Regions from separate parts of the Mus musculus genome. Here region 2 is linked to region 1. The links are chromatin contacts, called in public Micro-C maps. All regions are on one chromosome and are shown on one strand. The core of a region is the stretch at or near the end of the contact, and the rest is flanking DNA. Distances in the headings are between cores, read along the strand shown. Region 1 overlaps Zfp385b (zinc finger protein 385B). Region 2 holds the start of Zfp385b (zinc finger protein 385B).

Evidence for each region. A called contact is a pair of places that touch in the nucleus more often than the background predicts.
Region 2: a Micro-C map of embryonic stem cells shows a contact between it and region 1, with 2.3 times the contacts expected there. The contact joins the promoter of Zfp385b here to the enhancer-like site in region 1. A contact is called at or near these places in 2 of 39 promoter capture datasets (both in the 3T3-L1 cell line), 1 of 484 Hi-C or Micro-C datasets (embryonic stem cells) and 1 of 115 datasets of contacts at active chromatin or transcription factors (embryonic stem cells).

What each region holds. Positions count from the first base shown.
Region 1 is chr2:77,407,477-77,414,894 of GRCm38.p6, forward strand. It overlaps Zfp385b (zinc finger protein 385B), which reads right to left. Exons shown (of 10, transcript NM_178723.6): 8 at 7,097-7,275; 9 at 6,478-6,579; 10 at 3,146-4,664. The coding sequence ends at 4,449. Among named protein-coding and RNA genes, the nearest start is that of Gm13944, 51 kb to the right of the region's middle. Within about 2 kb of position 4,320, at least 9 of the 459 cell types and tissues checked have an H3K27ac peak or open chromatin away from gene starts, as enhancers often do. A contact at or near this core is called in embryonic stem cells, where this site is marked.
Region 2 is chr2:77,814,135-77,821,552 of GRCm38.p6, forward strand. Zfp385b (zinc finger protein 385B) reads right to left here and starts at 2,682. Exons shown (of 10, transcript NM_178723.6): 1 at 2,418-2,682.

The DNA of each region.
Region 1 (7,418 bases), core at 3,070-5,569:
TGCTCACCTCAGCTGTAGTTCTCAGAAACCCTGGCTACCCTCCCCTCCCCATGATTCTACATACAATGGGTACCTACTTCTCACAATATTCCAAACACAATCTCTTAGTGATTCTCTGGACTCCTTTGTGAGTCTCAGCACAGCAAACCTTTGAATTTCCTTTGTCCTTTGCCTCAATACCTTAGCTAACACACTTTGTGAGAGAAAAATTCTGCATAGCTGTACCTAGTTCGTCCTTGGGAAATGAGAATTCTCTTAGGGGAGAATCAAGGTAACGTGTTTGATACGTACAAAAATGAGTATTTTGTGTTTTCTTCTTCCAATTAATTAAAATCTGTCAAACTCATTCTCAGTATAGGTAGCGTACAGGACATGTGTATCTATAGTGGCTTCCATGCTGTCCCTATGCCTTGCTTATTCACTCACGGCTGGCTCCTTCTGCCGGTTTGCAAATATATTTCACAATGTGCCTTGACAAAAATTCATTATTGGGTTTTTAGTGCCCAGGAGGGCCCTCTCTCCTGAAGCACCAGAGCAAGAAGGAATCCTGCAGAGAAAAGGGCCGTGAGACTTAGAAACCATGGGATGGCTACATGAACTGGAATTTCAGATAAACAGCAGGTAATCTTTTAGTAGAAGTATGTCTCCAATAATACACACTTATTTATAAGACATATATATATAAAATGTATGCAATAGCATATGAAATTATACACTAAAAGCAAACACTACACTAGACTTACTTGTATCTTATTTTAGATTCAAATTTAACTAAGTATTTTATACCATCTCTGGCTACCCTTTAGCAGACCAGTTGTAGCTGGAGTATGTATGGAGTATCAGAGGAAGCAGGGTGTTTTTGTTTTGTCTCGTATTTTGAGGCAGGATCACCTGTAGCTCAGGCTGCCCCGGAGCTGTGAAGCTTAGTGTGACTTTAAACTATCCGGCACTCCTGATCCTCCTGCCTCAGCCTCTACAGTCCTCTGCAGCATATGTTTTGTTTTGTTTTAAACTTGCACAATTGGCAAAGTTCAGTAGTCATATTTTTCCTTTAGGAATGACATATGAGGAGGCATTAGTTCAAATACGTGTGTTCCCTTGGGGCTGCCCAACTCTGACACTTCAGTTCCAGAGTGGATGATGAGATGTGGCCCACTTAATAGTGTTTCATAAATCATAGCTTGAAGTGACTCACGGCTCCATTCAGAGGCATGAATTCTAATGAATTGCTATTCTTTTGTGCTTACTCCTTGGGGTGATTTAAAACTCTCAACTTTAAATCTAATCAATAAGTTTCTAGGTCTATTTAAATACTGACATTTGGAAATTTCTGAGGGCTGCAATAAGCTTCAACAAGACATAGGACAAGGCAAGGTAAATCAAGGAAAACTGCCACTGAAGTCCAGGAAAAAAAAAAAAACCCACGTTCCGTAGAGTGTCAAATGGAAACAGAATTCCTTCAGAGTATGGCATATGTCAATCAAACCTCCAGGTCAAATTACGCAAGTTTATCTTGTGTTGGATAGAGTTCAAATGGGCTACAATAGAGCAAAACAAAACTCAAATTCTGAATGCCACACTATACTTCTACGACGCTTCAGAAGTAGCCTGCTTGTAAGCACAGGATGCTAAGGCCCATGGTTGGTCGTCAGACAGTTGGTTGAGTGCTTTGGTGGAAGAAGCCATTTGCTCATGTACTGGGCACCATCACAGCGACGCTGCCATCTACTGGCATTGGTTTTTAGGAAAAGAATATTTGTTTCCAATTCCAACCCATGTCTCCATTTTAAAGAATAACAGGGTTTGGGCTCAGGGTCTGAAGACAGAAGATCTATAAATAGTTTTGTTACCATTTTTTCCCCTCAAAATTGTACAACGGTGTGACAGGTGGCACATTCTTTGCTCTTGTTTTTATTTATGAACTGAAGTCTAATGGTCCTCACTTTAATCTAGATGGGTTTAGTGTTTTTGTTTGTTTTTGTTTTTTGTTTTTGATGAGTAGTAACATGCCATGATTCATAAAGAAGCCTTTAATTCCTAGCCAGGTATCTCAAAATGCGCCTTGTAAGTGTCTGATTCAACTGGAAAGATTTGCACGGCCACACATACATATTCTGCTGAACTTGTTCAGTAGTGTCCAAGCTAGTCATTTCCACAGTGATGTTCAGGCCAGTGAAATTATCTGGGTAGCCCCAGCTCCAGCCCCAACCCATCCTTAGCCCATCGCCATCCCCTTCCCCCCCCAAGCCCAGGCCCTATCCAGCCTCAGCCCAGCCCAGCCCCAGCCCAGCCCCTCCCCAGCCCCAGCCCAGCCTCTCTCCCAGCCCCAGCCCAGCCTCTCTCCCAGCCCCAGCCCAGCCTCTCTCCCAGCCCCAGCCCTGCCCCTCCCCGTCCTCAGCCTAGCCCCAGTCCCAGTCCCAGTCGTCCCAGTCCCAGTCCCAGCCCCAGCCCCAGCCCCAGCCCCAGCCCCAGCCCCAGCCTAGCCCAGTCCCAGTCCAGACCCTGTCCAGACCCAGCCTCAGCCTAGCCCAGACCCAGCTCCTGGCAGATTATGACCAAGGAAACTCTGATGATCCCCAAGGGAACAGAAGCACAACCCAGACAAATGCCCTCTAGAATTATCAGCCTGTGAAATCCTGATGTAACAAAATGGTTGTTATTTTAGGTTACAGTTTTAGCTGGCAAGGAAGCAAATAGCTCATCAGAATAAATAGCGATGCATTAAACGTTATGCTTTAAAAGTGACATAATGAGTTGTCCTGACTGGAGGGAGGGGCCGTGCCCCTCCATGGCCCTATAACCATGGTCCATAAATGTCACTGACAGGGATAAAAAATGAACTGGAGATTTAAAGGACCTGCACAAAGTCCTAAGAAACCAGAGTCACAGGTTTTCGCAGGCTGCTACCATTTTGGATAATGTTACTACTTTGGTCCATCTTCTCAGACAGTCGGGGAGAAGGTGGTGGATAAACCTACCTTCACACAGACTCTGTGAACAGCAATGAATAAACATGACAATTAAGAACACTTGCAAAAGTGGGAAATATGTAAGAGGCAATCCTCCTCCCTGTTTGACAGCTCTCAACAGGTAATGTGAAATTACAGGAGTCTCCTGAGAAAAGACGGCAGGAAACACCAGCAGATTTTTTTTTTTTGGTACTTTTATTGAAAAGGTACATTTAAAAAAATACACAGACATTTTACCATTTACAGATTGCAGATATAGGCCCTCTAAAAGAGTTCACTCTATGTTGTTGTTTTATGATACCTCTTGCCCCTGATATCACAACATTCCAGTCTTCTTAACAACAGGTTTTTTTTTTGGGGGGGGGCTACTAGGGGGGAGGGGAAGCATGGTCACATGACCTGCGACACAGTCATTGAACAGAAAGACAGATTGTTCAATTTATAAATTATATATCTTCTGTACATTATTGCATCAGGGAGCCACAGAGTTATGTAGCATTGTTACCAATGGAAAACAGAAGTTTAAAGTGAAGACCATTATGTAGAAATACACGGATTCACTGTCTTCTTGCAGATGCACAGAAGGTGCAAAAATGTGCAATTTAGGAAGCTCTTTTTGTTTTTTTGTTTTTGTTTGTTTTTTTTTTTTTGTTTGTTTGTCTTTTTTGTATACATTTGCTTAGCAACTCAAACCAGTGAGGATGCTACAAAAATAAGTTAAAAACAAAAATAGCAAACAGGTAGTAATTATAGCTATGTTATATGGCTTTCTATTTCGTTTAAATATCTCCAAATAAAACATGAAATAAAGAAAATACATTATCTTTTGTTCTCTTAAAGAGAAAAAATTTCAAAGCTACTTTGCTTCCTAACAATTACACAGCAATGAAAAAAAAAGTTTAATTCAACGAGGGTTACGATCTAGTACTACGCAGGGTACAACAGTACTCGGGTCTAGAACAGTACACAATCCCTGTGGACACTAGTACACCAGAAAAGAAAAAAAAAAAAACCGCCATGAGCCGTGGGGAGGATGGTATCCACAATTAAGCACTTGCGATGGACTTTTGTTCCACACTAGAATATGCCCGCTTGGATTCTGGAGTTATTTACAGACATCCGAGGAAGAGCCTACTGTTCAAGTCTGTCAGGAAGAGATTCTATTTTGTTTCTAAGCCAGATCATTACGCCATGGGAACACACAAGGTCGGTTTTCTTTCTCTGATCAATATATTTCCAAGAAACTTAAGTATCTCAAATACACCAATTGGCTGGGGTAGGATGGAGAGGGCACCGGAAGAGACGCGCCCTTGAGCCTGGCCTCCTTTTGTCCCTGGAGGTGGGGCTGGGCGGTGGCCTGCACTTTGTGAGTGGGTGGGTGGGGTACTTACAGTCACACACAGGGCTTATACTGCTGAATCCTTTGGGCTTTTCTTCTACACCTTCCCACTGGCCTGGCCTGTCGCGGGCTCTGGGTGTTTAGTAAGGGGCAAAGAGGATGGAGGCGGGCGTGGCCCGGATGGGCCCGTGGCCAGGCCTCAGCAGCGCAGGAGGGATGGCTGCAGCCTGGAACAGAGAGGCGGATGGCCGAGGTGGCAGTGACAGCGCAGAGGACACGGCTGCGGCCGCCAGGGGTGAAGACAGGAACGTAGGGGCCAGAGGCTTCATCAGATCTTTCTGGAATGCAAGCTTTGCCTAAAGACGGGACGAAAACCAGAAAGGGGTGACAATACTGTTTACAGCACCACAGAGATTTTCCCTAAGAGCCAATGCATTGGATTTTCAACATCTTGACTTTAAGAAGTCATGAAATGATGGCTGTCACTGGGCTCCGGGGCTCTGTGTGTGACTTGATTTTTTGATACTTCAGCTCTTGTCTCCGGAGAGACACCTAGAAGGTTCCTGCTTAGCAACCAGAGCAACTCAAAAGCCACGTGACCCAGAGAGGCGTATGCTGCCTACGCTGGCCTTGAACTTGTCTTCGGATGCGTCCTAACATCCAACACGCTCAGTTTGGGGTTTTCACGTCTCTTAGACACACTGTATTGAGGTTAGGCAATTGAGGGATAGAACATTAGGGACCCAGGAGATGGGAACATAAAACCAATTTGTACTTCTGTACTGTCCACGTGATGAGCATTCTCTGAAAAAAAAAAAAACCCAAATTCCAGCTAAATCAGATCCTGTGCTTGACAGTGACTGTCAGTGGGCTAGAAACCTTCTCTACTTAAAGGAACCCCAGTGTGGATGCTTCCCAGGAAGAAATCAATTCTACATGTCTGTCTTTTGCAATCAGCAGGGGCTGTGCGGCAAACTGCTTAATACAGGCACCACCTGCTTGCCGCATCCACTGGTACCTTAGAAGGTAATCTAAAATCCCCTCCAGCAGGCCGAGCTCAGGTCCACCTCAGACTGAAGACCATGTTAGACCCAGCCCCAGGGACACTGTGAATCCATCCATCTGTGTAGTTATATGATACTTGTTGCTGAAGTCCCTAGGTGTTTGTGTAAGGGACTGAAAACAGGACATATTGAGAGCAGGTGGGACAGGCTGACTACCAACATGCGCAGAACGAGCAATAGGAACATGTTCATATATCCATACAAACACATACCAGAAAATGGGGAGATACTAACTCTATGGATTTTTGTCACAAAAGTAACCTCACGTTCCAAGTCTGAAACTTCCCAGAATTCCTCAGACATCATTTGTTCTTATTTTAGGCTTTCAGCTTTCTTTCTTTCTTTTTTTTTTGTTGTTGTTTTTTGTTTGTTTGTTTTGTTTTGTTTGTTTTTTTTCTTACAGAAGGTCATCTTTGACATAAGCTCTTAAAGTATATATTTTTTCATTTTAATTGTGTGTGTGTGTGAGAGAGAGAGTAGATGCCTCCAATGTTCAAGTGTCAGATCCCCTGGAGCTGCTGTAAGCTGCTTGCCCTGAGTGCTGGGAACCAAAGTTGAGTCCCCTGCAAGCTTCTAACCCTCTCTCCAGCCCCGAGACACTGTCTTTTCAAGAGGCTCCACTTTGCTGTTCTAAGGTACCCTGTAGCTGGAATTAAGCACCTCATTCTAACCTCTAATCTCTGGACCTGTTGGAGATGGCTCAGCAGGTAGAGGCACCTCCTGCCTACCCTGACATGGCTCTGTGGATACATGTGCCTGCAGCCAGGTCTCACAGACAGAATTTGATCCCCCGGACCCTCAAGATGGAAGAAGAGAACTAACTCCCCCAAGCTCTCCTCTGATCTCCACACAGGCACCACCGTGGATCAAGACCTTCTCTCCCGTGAATTCTTTAGCTTTATGGTAGAACTCTTGCTTGGGAGGTAGGAAGTTCTGCATTAGATCCCTAGCCCAGCCAATTAAATGATAAACAAACAAACAAACAAACAGAATTAATCACTTCCAGAGTCTAGTGCCCACTTGTCCCTAGAGGCTCTCCTGCTGACCACCATCCAACCCAGCCAGGGTGCCCCACAAGGCAGGGTGGGGGCAGGAGGGAACTTACAGCTAAGATGCTTGGGCTCCGCTGCAGCTTGTTGTAGGGGCTGTATTTCGGCTTCAGCGGTTTTCCTGCCACGCGGTCTTTATGCCTTCGGCTTGAAATGTGCTGAAAGAAGTATGTCGCATTAGCTGACTCTTTGTTTGTTTCCTAGACAAGGATAGCTGATTTCTCCATTCCCACCTTCTAAGGTGGGTTGGGTACCAAAACAGACAAACAAACAAACAAACAAACAAACAAACTTTCTGTTCCCCTACAGAGAGGACGTTTCCTTCTAGCCCAATGTCCCTGTCCTTGTGATGTTCTTGAGTTTTATCAGATACCCCCTGGATTGCCACAGTTACCACTAAGCCTGTCTTCTGATGCACTGCACTCCCTTGGGAACATGGTGCACATCTGTCTGTCTGTCTGTCTGTCTGTCTGTCTCTAGCACTGGGGCTGGAAGCTGAGAAGTACGAAGTGTAGGCTCAGCTACTGGGCGATGATCTCTTCAACACAGCACTTGCATGTTGCAGATTGTTGCCTATTAACTTTAACCTTGAGCACACAGAGAACCATTTATAGACGAGGAGCCATAGACAGACAGTGGTGACATAATGGCTAGGCTTGGTCTGGGCTACTTTACCTGTTTGAGTTGAATCTCTGAGTTCACGTGAACATCACAGATCTCACAATGAAACATTTTGTTCTGTAGTCCTGAGCCCTTACTGCCGTTCTGCACCTTTAATCTTGACCCAGGTCTTGGATAGGACTTAATTGGACCAGCTCCATTACGAGCCTCAACCATGGTCTTGTGTTTAGATCCTAGGAAGAGAGAAGTATATATTTAGCAGCTATTGAAGAACTCCGCGTGTGGGTGTGGGGTGGAGGTGGAGTTCAGTTGGGGGAGTGTTTGCGCAGATGTGTGAAGGCCTGCGATTGAGCTCTGGCAGTTCATTTTCTCTGCT
Region 2 (7,418 bases), core at 1,432-3,931, 410 kb after region 1:
GAAGAGAAGGAGGGGGAGAGAGAAAGAGAGAGGGAGAGAGAGAGACTATGAAGAATAGAAGATCATACTAAGATCTATGTGGAACAAGAGACAGAAATGGAGAAATGGTGATAGCAACAGTAATAAAATAGTGTGCAGAGGGGACAACAATAACAAAACCAAGCAAACAGAAGGCAGGGAAGTTCAGCATGCGTTGTCCTTTAGATCTAAGTAGAAGCTTGAAAGCCTTAGAAAGCCAATTTAGCTCTTTGTTTCCATGAACAAAGATTTTTCACATGAATTCACTCCTGTGATATGTTAGTTAATTGTTCTTTTTAACTATATATAATATATAATGATATGATATGTAAGCTTAATTAATATAAAATATCATATTCACATATGTCATTGGGCAGTAGCATCTTCAAACTCAGATGGAAGAAAAAGAAAACAGAGTTGGGATGTCTTGTTTATGGTACCCGACAGCACCCAGCATCATTCTATGTAGCTTTTCATCTCTAAGAGATGTTTGCTTTGATAGATCCTCTCTACTCCCAGAGCCAGGACATTCGATCATCATACAATAGTCCCACTCTGGAAGAAGGATCTTCCAACTGCTGTCAGCTCTCATTATCTGCTGTGCTTGGGTGCCAGGCACTAACCACACTTCTGTCTCTAATTTGACTGAGATGGAAATGCCTCCGTTTGGTTTCTTTCTGCCTCAGTCCAAAGAGACAGGCTGTTTTCTTTGGTCCTGGGAATCTATATACTGTTAAAATGCTGTAAGCTATCAACATTGTTTTTCTTTCCCTTAATGTCAATGGATTCTAATGCTTATAGAGCTCCTTTTCAATGATTTACCTAATAACCATAACATAATATTATGCAAATGAGATGCTTCAGGGATGATACTGCACCACACTGATACCTACCACCAGCACTATTCCAGCAAGGGCGGCGATCCTCCCCTGTTTGGGAGAGTTCACCTTTCCAAAAGCATTTACTACAAATGCGCCCACGAGAGGTCAAGGAGACGGACAAGAACAGCTTATTTGATTTGTGGTTTCACCTTAAACCTCCTCAAATCACTTTCAGAAACAAGTAAAGGTGTAAACGATAAATCCGCAAAAACTTGATTACTGAAAAATACAGAATCCGAGCAAGCAAGGCTTTGAGCACATAAACATATTTTCACCTTCCATATCTTAAGTAGCCAAACCTACAAGCCGGTATTTTACATTCTAAGGACATTCAACTATGACAGGAAAGGACAACCCGTATCAAAGCATGCATGACATTAAAATAAGATTGAAGGATTCTGGAAACAGGCAAAAGCAGACCCTGAAACACTAAAGGGAGTTATCTGGAGCCTAAATGTTTGAGATGCTGCACAGTAACTTTCTGGAAAACTGCCTCTTCATTTAATAAATATATTTCTCAGTCCTTCCCAAGCTGTATGGACGCTGCCAGTCTACCCGACAACACAAATGTTTTTGCCCCATTTGGAGCATCTATTTTGCCTATATTTTGCTTCATTGTGACAAAGTTTGCAATAGCCTCTGTGTGCTGCTCATCAGATAAGCAAAACCGGAGAGAACCGCCAACCTCCTTTCTAGATGAAAATGTTTCCAAATCCAGGAACTTTTGAGGTCATTCCAAAATTATTTGTGCTCATGGGGGCGGGGGCATTTTCTTTTCCTTGAAGGACCCAGGACACTCGCCATCTGAGTGATCTCCAGAGCCATAGGAAGCAAAGCATGAGAGACCTCCGTCTAGTCTTCTCCTCATCCCAAGGCCAGCACACAGCAGAGGCAAAGCAGATGGTCCTCCCCCTCCCGTTTCTCTCCTCCCTTCCGCTGTCCCGCAGAGTCCTCCCACCCTGAGCTGACACCTTCACCAGCTCTTGCTAACCCAGGCTGCCCTTCCCAGCTCCCAACAAGTGCAAACTTTGAGCATCTGCTCTCGAGCCGCACCATTCACCTTTCTGCTGGTCTTTTCTCTGCAGAATGCCCTTGGGACCCTAAGCTTCCACAGTCATCCTGCCCTCACACCTCGGTACCCAAATTATTCATTTCCCTCTGGCAAAAAGGGAGTCTGCAAAACCCCCCGGAGTTCCCGGGAGGGGAGAGGCACTGCCACTGACCCCCTGCGAGGCTTTCCTTGTCCCCCCCGTCTATCTCTATGCTCCCTTCCCACCCTGGCTTCTCCGAGCCCACCCTGGGGACTCCTTGCCCGACGAACTCCTACGTCCTACTCCTACGTCCTACTCCTTGACTCGAGGGGCTAGGGGGAGCCTCGACTCTGCGGCCGGGGCAGCGGCCAGGCGCCTGCCTCTACAAGTGGGGCGGCGGGACGCAGCGCAAACTCCGTCCCTCGCCTGGGCGGAGGCGGTGGGGAGAGGCGCGGACGCGGCGCGGGGCTGCTCGCCCCAGGCTTACCTCTGCGCGCGGGCGGCGGGCGGCGGGCGCGCGGGGCAGCCGCTCCTGAGGCCGGGGGGATGTGGCCGGCGCCTGGGAGGCGGCGCTCCCGCCAGGGCTGCGCTGGAGCTCCGCGCAGACGCTCTCCCGCGGTCTGCGGCAGCCCGGGGCGGTGGCACCGGCGACAGCTCTGCGCCGCGGGCCCCCGGAACTGTCCGACCCAGCGGGAGCGCGGGCTGAGCGGCCGCTCGCGGTCTCCACGCTCGGCGCCTGCGCGCCTGGCCTCGCCCAGGTGAGGGGCGTGTGCCGAGTCCGCGCGGGCCACGGGGACAGGCGTGAGGACCTGCGAGGCGCTCGGCGCGGGATGCTGCGGCTGGGGTGGGGAACGCCGTGGAGACGCCCCGGGGGCGGCGCAGCCTGGAAGGCCGCCTGGTCACCGGGTCCCACGCGCCCCTCAGCCTCCAGCAGGGGTCGGGGGTGGGGGGATTCCCCAAGGCGGGACGCAAACCTCGCGCGCGCGGGGGCCGACGTGTCACCTACTGGCCGAGCGGACTAAAACTCTTCTTGGAGATGCTCGCCACCAAGTATGGGCTCTGCCCCCGCGTGCAGCTCCCGGCTGGCGGGCGACACAGATCAGCCTCCGCGGGGACCCAGGGCTTCGCAGCCCAGCAAGGACCTGCGAGGCTCGTGCGCAGGGGAGGGGCTCGCCTGCTCCTACTGCCAGACCTCGCTGATTGAAGTTTCAAAAACTAAACCGTGTCAGGGGTTCCCCCGGTGTAAGCCATCTTCTGAAAATAGTGTAGACACAGCCAGGGCGCTTATTTCTGCGACGGAGAGCACTTCAAAGAAAACACTGGGGGGAAGGAAACATAATTTGAAGGGCTCAGTCTTCTAAGATGACTTCTTCGGGAAGAAATTCAAGAGTAACAAATGACAAGGGAACTGTGGAAGGCAGCAAAGACTGAAAAAAAAAAACAGATGACTCGACTTTAAAATATTTTTCTTTGGATCTTGTCTTAGATGATTGACACAAAGGCCATAAATAATTAATCCGGCAGCTGTTAATGTCTTGGCATAGTGTCCGGAGTAAATATCTTCGAGTCCAGCCAAAGCTAGTGCTGCTTCCGGGGTGGGTTTGAGATCTGATGAATGCACACTCACTGCATTCTGGAGCCTTCCGAAGGAGCAGCTTGCTTTTTTTTTTAAATCCACCTTGGAATGTCAGCTTATTGCAGGCGCCAGCACCTGAGGTAACCAGCGTGAGAAGGGACATTAATCTGACTGATGGTCTTTATATTTTTAGAATCCAAACATCTTCTAGCTGGCCTGGCTCGCTCTACTAAATACAGACCCAAACTGGTATGTTTATTATTACTGCTACCTCTATTCAAAATAACTACGGGAGGCAAGCTGCAAAATTCATAACCCCAAAAAGAACATGAAGAACTGTAATTGTTTGTAGAGTCCCTTTTTAAAGTTATAGCCGTAACATATCTTCCTGCCCATGAAGGTTATATTGAAAGTAAGCATTTTATGAGTCCTGAGAATGGAGTTCTGGCAAACGGAGAGCAGCAGGAAATTCTATGATCAAGGCATCCAGCTTCCAGGCCCTTGCACTTGAGAGTTGAAAGCAGCGAGGTTGCCTTAGCCAATACTACCGACCACAAGAATTAGCACTCCCAGAAATCTAAGGTGCAGGGGGTGAGGGTGCTTCGGAGGCCTCCACCCAACACTTTTAACTGTTCTTGGAGGGGAAGAAAATGAGCAAGCCCTATGGACTGAACACCTGTGAGAAGTGTTCCCCATGGCTTGCACAGTTTAGCAGGATTTGCAGTTTTTATGTCCTGCAATCTGCAACTACATCCTCCTCTCCTCTCTGTCTATTTTTAATCACTTATAGCTGAGATGTATGGTAGAAAATAATTTGAGGGTTGCAATTCCTAACAATAGCTGAAAGAAGCATAAAATATTTGCAGACGAGTCTCAAATTATTTTTAACCTGTGACCTAAGAGATAAAGAACTATGTCTTTCATGTCCCTTAACCAAGGCAGAATAGCGGCTTCTGGAAGCTCACACCCCAAAACAATCGGTACACTTTCCCAGAAAATACACTTCAATATAGAAACAACTATAAACTAAGAGATATATAGGGAAAATTAAATTAAACCGAAGCTTCTCTTCGAAAGTATGATCGTCTATTGGCAAATCTGGTTCTTTAGCCCACCTGACCTTTTAAAACCATTGTTCAGTAACAAGATCTGCCACCCTAAACTAGGAGCGTCCAGATAGTAACACACCAGGCTAGCACATCATGCAGGCACCCCTCACTGGCAGGAAAGAGCAGAAAGAGGTTCATTTAAGTCTTGCCCCTACGTGTGTTTATGAGGTAAGTGGTTCCTAAGTATTCCCTGAAAATCATACTAAATGCAGTCTAACTCCTTCCCAGCAATCTTGTTAATCCTCTTGCCCATTGGATACTAGTGGTAAACAGGCCATCAACAGATTTGAAAGCTTTAGAAATCACTTGGTTTTATGATGCAATAGCACATGTGAATTTGCACATGGTACATTATCTTATAAAACAAGCTCTGGTTAACATTATATATTTCTTTGCAGCCATCATTGAGACTCCATTCTTGGGAACATACTTTGAAAGCCACTTTGTCAAGGAACATAAAGCCAGAATCTAAACTTTAGCTATAGCTTTACAGCTTAGGACTTCCATTCTATGGTACACGACTGATAACAACACCCTGACTCAATGCAATTCTGGAAAGTCACGATACACAGAAATCACATAAAAGCACAAGGCACCATTGATTGATGGGTATATATCTCACTCATGTTTCTCATTTCCCTCATTGCCTGTCTGGGTGCTACGCAACCCTTCACAGTGTTTTAGAAATCCTATTTCACTTTCCCAACAGTCTCCACTAGGAAGCCTCGGTGATTACCTTGGAATGGCTCCACTGCTCCGTGATGAAGAAAGAAGAGTTTCCCCAGGGAAGGCTTGAGTTCTGACCATGCACTTAACTAGCATCACCCTCTAAAATCCACCTTTTAAAAAAGTTAGTGTGTGTGTGTGTGTGTGTGTGTGAGAGAGAGAGAGAGAGAGAGAGAGAGAGAGAGAGAGAGAGAGAGAGAGAGAGAGAGCATGACACAGTATGTGTGGAAATCAGAGGATAACTTGTGGGACTCAGTTCTCTCTTTTCACCTGAGTATTGAATTCAGGTCACCAGGTCACCAGGCTTCATAGCACAGGCCCTTACCTGCTGAACCACCTCTCTGGCCTACTTTCTTCATCATTAACATAAGCAAATAAAAATATCTTCTTTATAGCATTATCCTGAAGACCAAAACAAATAGGAAAATTTTTTTGTAAACTTTAAAACACATCACAAGTATTTATTATAATTTGTTTTATTAAATACTTGAGAAATAAATGAGAGGATTATATCCATATTTGACAATAAAGTCTACAGTGTCCTAGAAATGAAAATATATGTGCCTGGTTGTGTTAGACCAGGTTACAGCTTGAAGGGCAGTAGTATGGAATATTTTCAATCAGATACTACGTTCCCGATTATGTTTGCAAGCCCTGAAAAGGAGATGCCATTCCTAGGTTAAGGTTCTACAGACCAACTGACTGAATTGAACTTCATGATTACAGAGAGTTGGAATGTTGCAGACAGAAAGTCAAAATTATCTTGGGCTCTCATTAGTACTCTTAACAGTCATAAATCATCCACTTCTGTGTCAGATCTAACATTTTCTTGACTCTTAAATCAAAGTCTTGAAATGTATCACTGCATAGACTTGACCCACCTAGCTTCCATCCATGCTGAAGTTAAGAATGTCATTAGATCTCCAAGTGGATCAGTTTCTGGCTGGTCATTCCTTCAGTCTCTGCTCCACACTTTGTCTCTGTAACTCCTTCCATCAGACTGAAGGAATGACCAGCCAGAGACTTCCCCACTTGGGGATCCATCCCATATACAATCACCAAACCCAGACATTATTGTGGATGCCAACAAATGCTTGCTGGCAGGAGCCTGATATAGCTGTACCCTGAGAAGCTCTACCAGTGCCTGACAAATACAGAAGTGGATACACATGGCCATCCATTGGACTGAGCACAGGGTCTTCAATGAAGGAGCTAGAGAAAGTATCCAAGGAATTGAAGGGGTTTGCATCCCCATAGAAGGAACAACAATATGAACTAACCAGTACTCCCAGAGTTCCCAGGGAGTAAACCACCAACCAAAGAGTACACGTGGTGGGACTCATGGCTCCAGCTACATATGCAGCAGAGGATGGCCTAGTCAGTAATCAGTGGGAGGAGAGGCTATTGGTCATGTGAAGGCTTGATGGCCCAGTGTAGGGGAATGCCAGGGCCAGGAAGCAGAAGTGGGTGGGTTGGTGAACAGGGGAAGTGGGGAGGGAATCAGGAGAGGGGGGTTTTGGAGGGAGACCAGGAAAGGGGATAACATTTGAAACATAAATAAAGACAATATCTAATAAAAAGAAGTAGGAAGCCAGGCATGGTGGCGCACGCCTTTAATCCCAGCACTTGGGAGGCAGAGGCAGGCAGATCTCTGAGTTCGAGGTCAGCCTGGTCTACAAAGTGAGTTTCAGGGACAGCCAGGGCTACAGAGAAACCCTGTCTTGAAAAAAAGTAGGAAAAAAAAGAATGTCATTAGATTGCATCTAAAACCTATGGCAGGTGTTTGCCCTAGCCCTGTAATCTGGCTATCTGATGTTGCTGCAATGAGGCTACCTGCTTCTACCACCAATGTATTTGGTAAAGGCATTAACTTATGACTCTATTCTGTTCTGTGACAGTACAAGTTCAAGTAAGCACTTTAATGATGGAAGATGACATTCAGACAAACTGAACCAAAGTTCCTGGGATGTAGGCTTAGATTTTTCAAAACCTATTTTAATAAGGGTTCTCAAACGCTTTGACTCCCTCTCTTAGCCCACCATCCAAAGATAGGGGAGGAAAGATAGTAAACAGGACA